Regions from separate parts of the Rattus norvegicus genome. Here region 1 is linked to region 2. Evidence: chromatin contacts called from public Hi-C data. All regions are on one chromosome and are shown on one strand. Each heading gives the region's core, a stretch centred on a gene start, on an enhancer-like site or on the middle of the called end of the contact. The rest is flanking DNA. Distances are from core to core; before and after follow the strand shown. Region 1 overlaps Fcgbp (Fc gamma binding protein). Region 2 holds the start of LOC102553760 (zinc finger protein 59-like).

Region 1 (3,096 bases), core at 367-2,866, 190 kb before region 2:
GGGAGATCCACTCGGAGACCATTCACCTGGTGGAGGGGGAGGAGAAATGAAGAAGTGAGACTTGAGGGACAGAAGAGCTGAGGGGTCACCGAGGCTGGAGTCCTCCGTGCACAGCGATGGTTCAAGCAAAGGGGCAAGCGCTGGAGAGAGGAGGGTTACACGGAGGGACGGACAGGTGGGGAGACAGCTGGGGGCGTCTACACACAGCTCACTGTGCATGCTTCTACTGCTCTAAAATAAGATTAAGTAATTAATTTATGTGTATGCACCTGCTCTGATACAAGTAGGGAGGACATTTGGCAGCTTGTGGGAGTTGGTTCTCTCCTTCCCACCCTGTGGGTTCCAGGGACCAAATTCGGGTCCCATCAGGCTTGTGGTTTGTTTCCCCACCAAGCCATTTCACTGGCCCGATAGCAACTTATTAATTATTGGGGAATGTCTTTCGGTATACATTGCTAAGGATGGGAAGGAGGAGGAGGAGAAGTAGGAGGAAGAAGGAGGAAAAGGAGAGGGAAGAAGAGGAGGGGGAGGAAGAGAAGGAGGAGGAGGAAGAAGGAGGAGTAGAAGAAGAATGCAGACAGGGACCAAACTGTCTCTACAACTTTCTACGGCTGGTACAACACTTTTTTTTTTTAAAACCAGACAGATGAACAGAGCAGAAATTCCAGGCTTAAACTATTAAGTTATAATTTTCACATCGACTTTTCAGACTGTCTGTAAGTAACTGGATCGCTAACAAAAGCCACTTTATCAGCTCTTTTTTTTTTGGCTTATGTCTGAATGATCCTAGCAATGAAATAATCATGCAGGCAAATTTCAGTTTCTTATCAACGGCTGCAGACTTCGCAGCCTTGTGATCGCTTTCCAACGTCTGTCTGTTCTCCTTATAGATCAAGCTTTCTGATGTTAGATTCCCCCCACTGAAATTTCTTGGAAGGACATGTTCCCACTCTTTTCTCAAATGTGTTCACACTCGAGCCTCTCCATCACACAATTGGGAACCTAGATACACAGATGGGAAAGGCATATAGAGATCTGAGAAAAGGGATGGGTGGATGGGAGGGAGGGAGGAAGAGAGGGCCAGAGAATGAGTGGATATAGGCACCGGAAGCAAGGAGGGGAGGAGAAAGGATGGGTACAGGAAAGGGTGCATGGAGACTCAGTGGGCAGAGCGTCTGACTGGTTGTGTGCTTTGCAGTGAGAGTCCTATCAGTGGGCCAGCACAGGGCCTTGCACACACAGAGAAGGACTGAGTTTAGGCACAAAGCCAAGATTTCATGGTACCTCCAGGCTACCAAGCTGTGCCCCTGGTACTGGCAGGAGTGGTCTGGACTGGTAAAGGATCCCTACTGACCTGTGCCTACCCTCTCAGGCTGACAACAGTGCTGAACACTTGCAGGTTTCTCTTGAAATCTTTGTCCATGCTAGACAGACAGTGCTGACGTAGCCAGCTACAATGGAAACTTGAACTGAGGCTTCTATGAACCGCCTGAAGATATTTCCCAAACTTTGCCATGATTATTGCCAGACGATTTGACCACTCTGTATGATTCCAGCAGTGTCTGCTTCCCCAGGATTGCAGGCGCCTCCCTGAGAATGGCTCATGGGGAACCCATGTGACTCCAGCCTGGCCAATCAGAGCATTCTCTGCTTAAGACCACAGTGATTAATTCCGGGAGTGGGCGTCTGTTCCAAACCTGCCTAGTGAGACGCACTGTGGGCACCTTTGCTGGGTCACTTTGTGCTGAGGTAGCAAAGCTGACAGACTACAAGCCCAGGGCAGACGCTGCCTATGCTTTGCTCCTATAAGAGAAACTCTGAGAACGGAGTACAGAGTGGTAAACAAATCAGAAACCTAGAGGTGGGGGTTGGGGATTTAGCTCAGCGGTAGAGCGCTAGCGAGCGCAAGGCCCTGGGTTCGGTCCCCAGCTCCGAAAAAAAGAAAGAAAAAGAAAGAAAGAAAAAAAAAAGAAAGAAAGAAAAAAGAAAAAAGAAAGAAAGAAAGAAAGAAAGAAAGAAAGAAAGAAAGAAAGAAAGAAACCTAGAGGTGGAAACTCCAGCAGTGTAGCTGGGGTATCTGGATCCAGACGCTTCTGGGGGGCTGACTCTGGGTTTCCCAGATATGGAGCCAGTCCATTCACTTCCCCTGCAGCCCTCAGGTTTGCATTCGGTTTCCGGTCACTGCTAAGCAGTGGAGTCTTGACCAAACTCAACAGCAAAGCCAGCCTGTGACTCGAATGTAAGAACTCAGGCCAAGAAGAGGGACCCAGGTTGACGTGGAGAGACAGGTACAAATGCAGAGAAAAGTGCAGAGACCCGGATGAAGAAAACAGACTGCAAGGTCACCGGGTAGCCAGGATGTAGGCTACTGAGACAGGAAGAAGGAAAGCCAGGGAAGACGGCCCTGCCCTCTGTGCCCAGGCTTACCCATGCACCCTTGCTTGGGATCACAGTCACCATGCCATCCTGGAAGAAGATGTGGACCTTGCTCACGATCTTGTCATTGTTAAGGCAAGGCTGGACATCAGCAAGCAATCGGTACCAGGGCACATTCTTCTGGAATCCCGGACAGCGAGAAGAAAGCTCATAGACACCGGGTGAGCTGATGGTATTGAGAGCCCCATCGAAGGTAGTGAGGTTGGCACCCACAGAGAGGGAGCAGAGACCATGAGCAGCCCGGCACTGCCGGACTCCAGCTTGGATCTCACAGACCTGGCCAGATGGGCAGCCAGCTGCACGGCATGTCAGACCGGTGGTTTCAGAGCAGTAACAGAGTTCACTGCAGTCTGAGGACATCAGGGAGGAGTTCACCTGTGCACAGAAAGGGATAAATGGTGTGCATTCACACAGAGGGAAACTGTAGAGTTCCCAGTAAGGAATGGCTTGTATGTCCTCTACCCAGGAGTCCCAGTGGCCCTCAGACTGTGATTTGTAAATAAAACCGAGCAGAGGCCATGCTGTGTGGAGTTCATGTCTTGACTCAAGAGCCTTGACAACTCACCCCACCACCACTTGCTCTGTCTGCCTCAGACTGTGCCCAGGTTCAGTGAGCCCAAGCCTGAGTTAGCCACTGGAGAATGAAAGACCACATGGAGA
Region 2 (2,800 bases), core at 138-2,637:
TCAACAGAGGAATGGATACAGAAAATGTGGTACATCTACACAATGGAATAATATTACTCAGCTATCAAAAACAGTGACTTTATGAAATTCATAGGCAAATGGTTGGAACTGGAAAATATCATCCTGAGTGAGGTAACACAAGCACAGAAAAACATACATGGTGTGCACTCACTGATAAGTGGATATTAGCCCAAATGCTTGAATTACCCAAGATGCAATCCACGGACCACATGAAGTTCAAGAAGCACGACCAAAGTGCAGATGCTTCCACTCCTTAAAAGGGGGAACAAAAATATCCATAGGAGGGCATATGGAGGGAAAGTTTATTGCTGAGACTGGAGGAATGGCCATGCAGAGCCTGCCCCACATGTGTCCCACATTTAGATCCTCTTCCCACAAGATTAAAAAAGGAAGCTTTAACGAGAAATGTGTCCAGGTACTGAGCATTTCTCCCATAGCTGTGTATACAAGAATATTTTCCATTGAAGGCCCCTCATGTCATCAAAGCTTAAGCGTTTCCATTTTATTCTGACTTCCTTCATAGTTGAGATGCTGTCCAAATCAGCTGTGCTTTTTTTGCTTTTGGGGGGCATTGTCCTCTCAGTGGTGAAAATGTTTGAATGTGATGGTAGGTTTTGCTGTCATTCCCTGTTGCTCTAGTAGGACTTCCCCACTTCACGTTTAAAGGTGTGCCATTAGAGTGTACTTGGAGTTTGTTTTGTTTATTTGTTTACCACATTAGGAATATCCTCTGGATTTTAGTTTATTTAGTCTTTTCGAGACAGTAGGTATGTACTCTGAGTTTATTTTGCTTTGCTTGTTTGTTTGTTTATTTATTTATTTATTCAGACGCCTCCTCTACCTCCCTAGGGCAGCAATTAAAGGCATGTGCCACCATAATCTGAGTGTATTTTAGTTTCTGGACAGGGTTTCACTGTGTAGCCCTCGGTGGCCTCTTCCCACAGACATGCAGAGGGCTGCGCCTCCCCAGTGCTGGGATAAAAGGCCTGTGCTACCACGCCCAGCCATGCTTATTGTCGCCTGATGACGTCCTCTGTATTGATCTACCTGCATTTTATAATCGACTTGAGTTTTCTTTTGATTATGGGAAGATGGTCACTTTGAATCTGCTAGAGTATTTTTTTAACATATTTTCTGTAGTTAGCACATAGCTGAGTTTTTAATGCGATTGGTTTTATTACGAGGATCGTCTAGCCTGTCTAACGGACACAGTTCTGTTGATACATAGCGATGTGGCCCTCAGTCACATTTTCTATCTGGATAACTGGGCACTTAGGCATGAGCGTCCGCTCCCGGGAGAGAATCTCAGTTACACGCAGAACCGGAAGTACCTTTTGATGAAAGGAGGGAGCTTCCCCTTTAAGCGCGCGACCCCGTGGGAACTCCCACAAGCCACTGGGCGCAGTTTTCAGATGGGCTGGCTCAAGTTGCATGCCGGGTTCTCCAGGAAGCGCCGTGCTTCTCCAGGTCTTTGCTTGTGACAACTGTTTTTTCCAGGACCACCGCGCCGGAAGTAGCACATAGGCTTTTGGCTTAGGTCTCCCCAGAGTAAGGCTGGAGGCAGCGGGCTTGGAATGTGTCCGTTCCGGCGGTGGGTTGGGGTAGCGCTCTCTCTCTCTCTCTCTCTCTCTCTCTCTCTCTCTCTCTCTCTCTCTCTCTCTGTCTGTCTGTCTGTCTGTCTGTCTGTCTGTCTACACACCTTATCTGTGTCTCTGCTTGTCGCTTTCTGCTCCTGCTTTCAGGGACACCGGGACTGAAGCAGAGGACCAAGCTTCAGTAAGAGGAGGTCAGGTGTAGAGTGTAAAGGGAAAATTTCCCTGAGGATCAGATTTGAGCTCGGGACTATAATTTAAGGTCGGGGGGGTGTCTCCTAGAAGGAGGGTACTTGTTGAGATCTATGACTTTGTCAGAGCTCTAGCCATTGTGCGTGGTGAAGGGAAAGTGCTCAGTGAGGATGCTCTCACAAATAGTCTGGGATCTCATGCTTCCTCAGACTTCCCTAGTCGGCCATTCAAAAGGAGGGCGGGAGAGGGATGTGGATTCAAGAATGCGTTTGCTCTTTCTGTTGGAGAAACGAGGTTTTGGTTTTAGAATATAGAATCGCAACTGAAGGTGCTCCGTGTAAATTCATACCTCCACCATTGTGTCCCTTACATTGACCCTGCCCTTTCCACTTAGTATTCACAGTACCATTTCAATGACCCTTGACATCTTCTCTCTACAATCTCTTCCTTTTCCCAAGAAGTTGTAAATAGTAATCTCCTGAGGTTAGCTTTAGGGCTTTCAAACTCCAATTTGCTAAATCGATTCCTATTTTGATAGTGTCACACGTGAAATGGCCTTTGATTTTACAGATTTTCTTTCAAAGCAGGGGAAGAATGTAGGTGGTAGATGGTCTGTTCACAGGGGAGGATTTTGGGAGTGGGGAAGTGATAGCACTGAATTTGACATTTTTGAGGACTAGTTAATCTCTCTCCCTCTCCCTCCTCTCCCTCCCCCCCCCTCTCTCTCTCTCTCGTGTGTGTGTGTGTGTGTGTGTGTGTGTGTGTGTGTGTGTGTGTGAAATGAGTAACATTGGCCAGAGCCAGGTGAGCAATGCTGTGGTTGGATGTGGACATGTGGGTCTGTGGTATTCGGGTTGGAGTCTTGGTTCTGTCCCCTCTGTCTCTCTAGTTCTGATGTGAACCTTAGAATGCCTGTGGGTGCAGTGCCACCACACACTAAGGGCCTGGTGAGCTTTAGTTGTTGCTCTGTGAGGCCATTTTGGGTTCATTACATT

Evidence for each region. A called contact is a pair of places that touch in the nucleus more often than the background predicts.
Region 1: a contact with region 2 is called in a Hi-C map of mammary epithelial cells, with 2.1 times the contacts expected there. The contact joins the enhancer-like site here to the promoter of LOC102553760 in region 2. A contact is called at or near these places in 5 of 12 Hi-C or Micro-C datasets (Schwann cells, hepatocytes, liver and 1 more).

Annotation. Positions count from the first base shown.
Region 1 is chr1:92,537,056-92,540,151 of GRCr8, reverse strand. Fcgbp (Fc gamma binding protein) reads right to left here. Exons shown (of 20, transcript NM_001164657.3): 18 at 2,428-2,811; 19 at 1-26. Among named protein-coding and RNA genes, the nearest start is that of Fcgbpl1, 14 kb to the left of the region's middle. Within about 2 kb of position 1,616, at least 25 of the 93 cell types and tissues checked have an H3K27ac peak or open chromatin away from gene starts, as enhancers often do.
Region 2 is chr1:92,349,868-92,352,667 of GRCr8, reverse strand. It overlaps LOC102553760 (zinc finger protein 59-like), which reads left to right and starts at 1,387. Exons shown (of 6, transcript XR_010059898.1): 1 at 1,387-1,569.